3 separate regions of the Gossypium hirsutum genome follow, and all the other regions are linked to region 3. The links are chromatin contacts, called in public Hi-C maps. All regions are on one chromosome and are shown on one strand. The core of a region is the stretch at or near the end of the contact, and the rest is flanking DNA. Distances in the headings are between cores, read along the strand shown. Region 1 holds the start of LOC107914648 (probable transcription factor PosF21). Region 2 has its middle 47 kb from the start of LOC107914648. Region 3 holds the start of LOC107915400 (60S ribosomal protein L38).

Region 1 (2,899 bases), core at 352-2,851, 390 kb before region 3:
GTTCTAAGCTAGTTTCAACTTAGAACACAGTTTCATTGTCTCTCTGCCATCTTATCCTTATGGAAATGGTCTCAAACTTACAACAGGAGGCTTAATACTTGAATTTACTAATTAAAAAATTAATAACATTCTAGGGGAGCACGATGCTCGATTCCTTCACTAACACGCAACACACCCATATCTCTATGTCCAGTCAAGAGTTCGATCACACCTACAATCCAAAATCTAAAAGCCAAACTCATAAAAAGAAAACTACAGGAAAAGAATAAAATCCCAACCTACATTTATCATGAATCTTTTTAACTTAATTCATAATCAAATACTTAGCATATCAAAGAAATTGAAATGAATAAAAATAAAAAATAAGAACCTCTTAGCACGCTTGGGATCAATAAGAGCAAGCTCAGCAAGGTTAGCAGCGGACATAGCTTTCTTAGAATCAGAAGGTGAAACCTCTTCCGAACCAGACATAAGCATTTCCGGCTTAATACTCGTCGAGCCATCCATCGACTGGCTATGTTGATGCCTTACTCTAGGCTTCATTGAAGACCCAATACCATTACTAATATTTTCCCCAGACGACAAACCCGACTTCGCTGGGACAGCCACCGGAGCAGCCGCTTCGGACGACTCGCCAACCTGACACGTGGAGGTGGCAGAAGAAGAATTGAACTTATCCATATCGAGATACATAGAAAACAAATCCTCCTCTGCTTCGTCCGAATACGAAGGCCCGTCGGCTGCCCCGACGATGCCGGTATCACTGTCGAAGCTAATATCATCAGGAAGAGTAAGTATTTCGGAATGGGCACGGCGGTGGCCTAATTTCTTTGGTGGATTATCAGGCATTTTCCTAATATCATGACTGAAATGATTGTTTTCCGAAGTTTGACCGAAACTACCCGTTTCGGTTTTCGGATTGAAATTGTTTGGAGCAATTCCAGAAGATGAAAAACCCGAAAATCGACCTGACGGTGGCAGTAAGCCAGGGGATTTATCCTTTTCCATTTGAGGAAAAATATAATATTGCCAGATTTTTTTCCTAAAAAAAGGAACTAAAATTCAAGTCTAATCTTTAGATTTTCCGAAGTAAAACCCAAAGGAGAACAAAGATCAAATACTACAGGGGGGGGGAATAAGTGTAAAAACAAATGGAAATAGCAATTAAAAGGGAAATACGTAAAAATAAAGTAAAAACAGACTAAGAAATTTGTTTAGAAAATGAAAAAGGAATATTTTGAGGGAAAAAAGAAATCCAACTCAAGATCTTCAAACTAAATGAAGGAAAAGAAGAAATCAGTTAAAATACAGGAAAAGAAAATGGGTGGAACGGACGACCAGCTTTTTACATAAAAGGAATCAAATTGAAGGAAATCAATAATATGGCCGGAAAGGAACAGGAAGGAAAATACATTTCCTAGAGAATGAGAGATCTGAGAGACTTGACTCTTAGTTGATAAATTTCCTGCCATTTTTATTAACAGTTGCTGGCTGAAATTAGTGTTCGATGTATTGTACATTTCGGACAGAAAATATCCTGAACAAAGTACACAATTACTAGGGTGTCCTGAGGTACAATGTTGTTTATGCTGGGGAAAACTGTTGCCGAGTGTGGATGTTGAATTAGATAAGCGCGGGTAAATATTAAAAAATGGGACTTATTTGGGTGTGATTAGTGTGTACATATGAGCAATTGAGCATGATCCTTTGGGATTAGATACGCCCCAAAAATTTTAATTCAAGTATTGCATATGATATTTAATTCTGTATAACGTATACTAGGTTTATGTCACATTCCTAACTATTATACTTATTAAAATTTTGGTTGAACTTTAATGTAAGTTTTTGTATAGTTGATTTTAGTTTTTTATTATTTAAATAAATATTTTAATTTTTTATGTTTGAAAAGTTAACATTTTAGTTCCTACACATTTAACTTTTCTGTTAATGGTATATCGTGGCTTAACGGTAGTTTATGTGGCATTAAATCAAATTAATAGGCTTATTAGTCTTAAAAACGAATAGAAGAATATGGTTTAATGGTGACCGATGTGGACCAAACTATGAATAATTTAAACACAACAATTATGTACAAAAAAACAAATAGAACCAAGCAAAATCAATTTTTCACTTCTACTCATTCTTGTTTAGCTTTTTAATTTAATTTGATAATTGATTTAATGCAACATCATTCCATTAACGACAAGGTTAACGTGCAATGACTAAAATGTCTATATTTCATGTTGGAAAATATGGATATTACATATATAATAAGGGTAATTACATGTTATTATTTACTTTAGTCCAAATTAAAAGCGATCTAATTTGGTTATGGTTTATTGGGCTTTAATTATTAAATAAAGTATGAGTCAAATATGTGTAGATACTCTAGTAACTAATTTCTAAGTGATGATGAGCTGATTAGATATTAAGGTTATAGTCCCCAAATTACACACAATGTAACTTTTCTAGTATTCCATCTTTAGAATAGAGAGAGACACCTTCTCTACATTACTTGTGTGTTAATTTGGAAGATCAAAACCTCAAGATCCGTAGATTTTAAGAAATCGATGAATTCAAGTACACTTTCGCATCTAGTTTTGTTCTTGATTTGTTCTTGATGATTTGACATGACAGATCCTGGTTTACAGTTCTAATTTTATATTAGATATTATTTATGATTCTAACAAGTGGCATCCGAGCCTCGTCATGTTGAATCATTGAGAACGAATTGATTTTCTCTATTATTTTTTGATTGGTTTATTTTTCAAATTTTATGAATTTAATATTTCGATTAATATTTTAGGGTTTGAAATAGACATTGGGCAAGTGATGATGTTTATGAGGATTTATGTTGAAATTTTAGGGTTTTAAATTTTTTTTTATGAATTTGGTTTTT
Region 2 (2,742 bases), core at 127-2,626, 340 kb before region 3:
AAAAAAATACAAATTACAAAAAAAATGGAAATTTTACCGAAGAAAATAAACCCCTCAAGCTTTGCAAATTTTGTAATTTGGTGCTTCCACATACTTGCACAAGGAAGCAGCAAAAAATAAAATAATTAAATTGATAGCTAATCCATTCTCCACTTTCATCATCTCTATCCCATTGTTGATCCCTAACCTTGCATCTCCATCCACCACGCAACCCATTGCCCATTACCATCATCACCATCACTCACTAACCCTCAAACGTACATATAATAAAGATTAGTTTAACAATGTTTTTAAAAAATACTATAAAAAATGTTTTTGAGAAGTATTTTTAAAAAGTTTAGTTTAAAATTTAAGTATTTTTAAAAATTATTTTTGACAAATAAAATGTATATTTTAAACATAGTAATAATATTATCAAATAATAAATATACATTTAAATAATGTTTAAATTAATTAATATTATTATATTTTAATAAGAATATAAAAATAATTTATTATAACTTCTTGTTATTATTTTAATATATAAAATATAAAATTTAAATATTTTTAGATAATAAATATTAATTATTTATAAAATTTAATTACAATATATAAACTATACTTTAAATATTTAAATATAACCATTAAATATTTGTAATTAGATGTTAACACATTTTTATTATTTAAAAAAATAATTTTTTTATTTTTAGGGTTTAGGATAACACATTTGTAATTAAGTATCAAAGAATAAAAAAAATACTATATTATTAGAGGGATAAAAAATAATTAAGTGTCAAAAATATTTTTAAGAGATGATTTTCAACAAAAAAAATAATTTATTTAGCACAACTTTTTTAAAAAAATATTTTTTAAACAGAAAAAAAAAGCCCTAAATCATTTTACTCACACACCACACATTCTTAAATCACCCTAAAAAGCACAACCAAAGAACCTTCCAGCGCCAGAATAGAGGAGAAAGAACTTGCAAAAACCACGGAGAGAATCATGGACTAAAAAGAGAAAGCAACTGAAAAAACCACGAAGAGAATAAGAGACCCGAAAAAAAGATAGACGGAGTGAGGAGTTGACCGGAGATCGGCCGGCGGCTCCAACGGAGAAGACCACTGGAAGAACGAGCGTCAACGGTGCAACAACAGCGGCCATTCAGAAGCAGTAGTGTTCGTGGAAAACCAGTCAGAGAAGAAAGGGAAGAGAGTCGATTACCGGCTGCCTGAACGGAAACAGGATTTGCCGGAGGTGCTGGTTGTGGCGGCGGCAGCTTGAAGGCTGTTGGAAATGAAATAAAAAATACAGGAGTGCCATTAGGTGCAAAATGCACCGTTTTGGGGTTTGAACAATCGATCCGTTTGGAGCTCCATTGTAGTGGCTGACCCGTAAGCTGAACCGGCTCAGCTGAGACAGACCTGGTCCAGTTCTCTCACATGGCCCATTGCGACTACGTAGCCCTGAATTGAATTTTCCTTGGGCCTTTAATCCTTGTTGAGCCTTCAGGCTATTGGGTATTACATTATATTATGTTATGTTATTATGTTTATTCCATTTTAACGTGACTCAAATATTTCAGTTGCTGCGAGTACTATTACTATATACTCAGATATGGTGTGCATGTGCGTATTTAATATTGTTGACTTCATGCGATTTTAATTATTTTTTTTCTACATGCATTCTTGAAATGTTTTTAAATAATTTTTAAATAATAAGATAATTAATTTGGTCAATGATTTTTTTTGACACGTCGGGTCGGATTTTATTGATGCATTAATAATCGGATGTCTTTTTTCAAACCGAGTAAATTAATGAGTTTTGCTTCTTATTTTAAAAAATACTGAAAGTTATTTTTATTTTAAAAAATTATTGCACTTAGAAAATAAATCCTTTTTGTTATCGGTTATAATTAGAGAAATTATTTGATATAGGAGTTTTTAGATTTCACGAAGAGGGATAGGGGTTAATAAGTGTCTTATAAGATATAGTAAGATATTAAGAAAAGAGACACATAATAATTTTTTAAAGATATTTAAGTATATTGTCAGTGTACTAAATATTAACTATAATTAAATATTAGAATTTAAACTTTTAATATTTCAAAATTATCTTTTTGAAAAAGTATAAAACGACTAGGTAACCGATTGATTTTAACTAAAATGTTCATAAATCTTTAAATATCATCAAATTGATTTTTAATTATAATGGAAAATTGGTTACGATGGTGACCATGTCTCGATGAATATAAATGATTAGTTCTTTATATCCAGTGTTGCAAAATATACAGGCAGATAAGTTGAAAGGTAAAGATGATAGTGAAGAGAAGAAACCGATAGATGAAAAACTTTGCAGCTTGATGTTGACAAATGCAGATTGGTGATGAACAACGATGATGACAGCCAAGAGTGTATATTTGTCGGCCACTCTGTTGCAAGAGCTTTCACATGGATTTAGTCATGATGAGATTGCATCCAACTGCCCCTTGGGTGGCAAGTGCCGACTATAGTAAGCAAGTTGGGTTCTTCGGCCCCATGCTTCATGCAATATCTGGATTGAGTCATCCAATTAATTAATCTATCATGAAACATTTAGTGTGTGGAATTATCTCATGGATGATTGATGCTAAGATTTTAGCTTTTCAAGTATACTTGAAACACTTGCACGAGCTCGAATACTCTATGCTTCCTCACCACTTTTGTTAATCATTAACTTATAAAATCATTTGAAATTTAAGTTACTAGGTACGTGTTGGACCAA
Region 3 (2,763 bases), core at 261-2,760:
TTATAGTCTCAACTCATGTTACTTTCCTTGAAAAAAGCTACATGAATGACTTCAAACCTCGAAGTAAAGAGGTACTCGAGGAGCTTTTGGGAAATATACAAAACCCTACGGAAATGGTTTCAAAACCAACTCTTAATAGTAGACCTACAAACAATCAGTAGCATAGGGAGTCTAGTTGTAGTGGGAGGGTCTCTCGTAGGCCTAAGTTCTTCTAATCTGGCAGAAGTGTTCTTAACACTGAGTCTATCGAGCAGGAAGATGATGACCCACTCACATATGACAAAGCAATGTAGAATGCTGATTCCAAGCTCTGGGAAATAACTATGAAAGCTGAGATAGACTTAATGTATTCCAACTCAGTGTGGGAACTTATAAACTTACCGAAATGGATAAAACCCGTAGGGGTAAGTGGATCTACAAGAAGAAAAAAAGTACGAATGGAAAAGTGGAAACTTATAAGGCCAGATTTGTAGTAAAAGGTTATACTCAGAAAGAAGGCATTGATTACGAAGAAACCTTCTCTTCGATTGCCATACTCAAGTTAATCCATATATTACTATTCATTGCGACGACTCTTGATTACGAGATCTAGCAAATGGATGTCAAGACAACGTTTTTGAACGGCTATCTTGAAGAGAGTATCTACATTATGCAACCCACCGAATATATAGCTAAAGAAAATGAGCATAAAGTTTGCAAACTACTTAGATCCATATATGAACTTAAACAAGCGTCCTACTCATAGAATCAAAGATTTGATCAAGCAATCAAGACTTTTGGATTTGAGCAAAATGTAGATAAACATTTAAGGAATGAAAAAGTGGTCTTTCTCATTCTATATTTCGATGATATTCTACTCATTCGGAATGATGTAGGAACATTGTCATCGGTTAAACTATAGTTAACCCCCCAACAGTTTAGCATGAAGGATTTGGAAGAAGTTAATTTCATTTTAGGTATTCGAATCCTAAGAGATTGAAAGAACAAAGTGATAGCACTGTCTCAGGCTTTATACATAGACAAGATATTGGACGTTATTTAATGAGCGATTCGAGGAAGGGAAATCAACCTTTCGTATCAGGATTTCATCTCTCTCTAGAGGATTGTCCTAAGACAGCGGAAGAAAAAAAGAACATGAAAAAGTTTCCTTATGCTTCGTAAAAAAACTTAAACAAAGAAAAGTAAAAAAAAATTAATATTTTTAATGTAATGTTTATTATTATGTTTTTAATTTAGTGTTGTTATTATTATTTTTTAACTAAGGAAAAAAATATCATGGATTTTTTTATATTTTAAACATATCTGAAAAAAAAAAGAATATGTATAAATTTGATTAACCACTTAAATTAATTAAATTAATCCTGTGATTAAAAATTTTTAAATTTCAATTATAATTGAATTCGAGTATTCACTGTGTGTATATTTTACCAATCCCTATTCAATATTGATTCGATTGGATGTTGAATTTTTAGTATAAAGGGCCTTCTAGGCCCATAATAAGGTCATTTCTGTTACGCAAAAGATCCCGTCCAAGTCCAGCAGCAGGATAGGAGATTCGGACTCTTAATAACAAAACCACTTAAACAAGGGTAAAACGGGTAACAAAGTAAACTATTTTTAGGGTTTTCCTTCAACGCCTCCATATAATCAAATAACGAAGAAACACAAGGTTGGACTGCGAGCTTTGAATTTTAGGTGTTCCTGCAGAGTGAGGAAGCTCCCCTGAAAACTTCAGTTGAAAATGGTAAAATAAAGCCTCTTTCCCTCTCCATGTATTTCATTAGATCTCCGAGTCTGATTTTTTTTTCATGGTCAATGCCACTTTCTTAATGATGATTGTTTGTTCTTCAGATCCTCTTTTACCTGTAATCGTTTCATTATTTTCTCTGTTGTTGGCTTGCTTTTTTTTTTCTTTCGTTTATGTTCTTAGTGAAGATGGGTTGAAATTTGGTTTGGTTTAAAAGATTTTGAGAAATAGTTTGGGTTCTGTATTTTAGGAGACATGTGAAAGATGTGAGCTTTTCCTTAGATTATAGTTTTATGGATTGTGAAACTTTGGTAAATGGTTGTGCATTCAATGTATGTATTTTCTCTTTCTGTTTCATTGGAATATTTTCAATGAGGTACTTTGCCCTTGGTTTGCTTGAAAATATTGCTATTAATTGCATTGAGGTGATGAGTTTTTTCTTCTTCTTTATTTTTATTTTTATTTTTTATTTTTTTGTATCTTTTGATCTCAGTGTCAACTCGAGTCGTGAGATTAACTCATTTAATGCTGGGCTGGTCTGGTTTGATAAATGATTGTTTAAAAGTTTGGACTAAATTGCTGCTTAACAAACTTAGCTGAAATACTTGGAATGTTGGAATGTTTGGTTAGCATGAATGTCCAGTTTTTATTTATTTATTTCCAGTAGTCCTAGTTTGTGTTTTCCTTGTGTTCGAGCAGTTAATTGACCTGTCGATGATGGTCTTTAGGCTTTTAATATCATGTTTTCTGGTTCTGCTTTATTTCCTAAGATTTGTATTCTGATGCACAGCCTAAGCAAATTCATGAGATCAAGGACTTCCTTCTCACTGCTAGAAGGAAAGATGCTCCCTCTGTAAAAATCAAGAAAAGCAGAGATGTTGTAAAGTTCAAGGTCCGCTGCTCCAAGTACTTGTACACCCTTTGCGTGTCTGATGCTGAGAAGGCCGACAAGTTGAAGCAGTCTCTTCCTCCAGGTAATTCATGATGGAGGAGCCTCTTTTACATTCTTGTTTTTA

The links. A called contact is a pair of places that touch in the nucleus more often than the background predicts.
Region 1: a contact with region 3 is called in a Hi-C map of leaf, with 3 times the contacts expected there. The contact joins the promoter of LOC107914648 here to the promoter of LOC107915400 in region 3. A contact is called at or near these places in 7 of 34 Hi-C or Micro-C datasets (hypocotyl, leaf, petal and 1 more).
Region 2: a contact with region 3 is called in a Hi-C map of leaf, with 4 times the contacts expected there. The contact joins the enhancer-like site here to the promoter of LOC107915400 in region 3. A contact is called at or near these places in 7 of 34 Hi-C or Micro-C datasets (anther, callus, leaf and 1 more).

What each region holds. Positions count from the first base shown.
Region 1 is chrD10:23,033,052-23,035,950 of Gossypium_hirsutum_v2.1, reverse strand. It overlaps LOC107914648 (probable transcription factor PosF21), which reads right to left and starts at 1,601. Exons shown (of 5, transcript XM_016843619.2): 1 at 371-1,601. The coding sequence starts at 1,008.
Region 2 is chrD10:22,985,530-22,988,271 of Gossypium_hirsutum_v2.1, reverse strand. No RefSeq gene overlaps it. Among protein-coding and RNA genes, the nearest start is that of LOC107914648, 47 kb to the left of the region's middle. Within about 2 kb of position 1,376, at least 9 of the 9 cell types and tissues checked have an H3K27ac peak or open chromatin away from gene starts, as enhancers often do. A contact at or near this core is called in leaf, where this site is marked.
Region 3 is chrD10:22,645,895-22,648,657 of Gossypium_hirsutum_v2.1, reverse strand. It overlaps LOC107915400 (60S ribosomal protein L38), which reads left to right and starts at 1,510. Exons shown (of 3, transcript XM_041102213.1): 1 at 1,510-1,744; 2 at 2,538-2,721. The coding sequence starts at 1,742.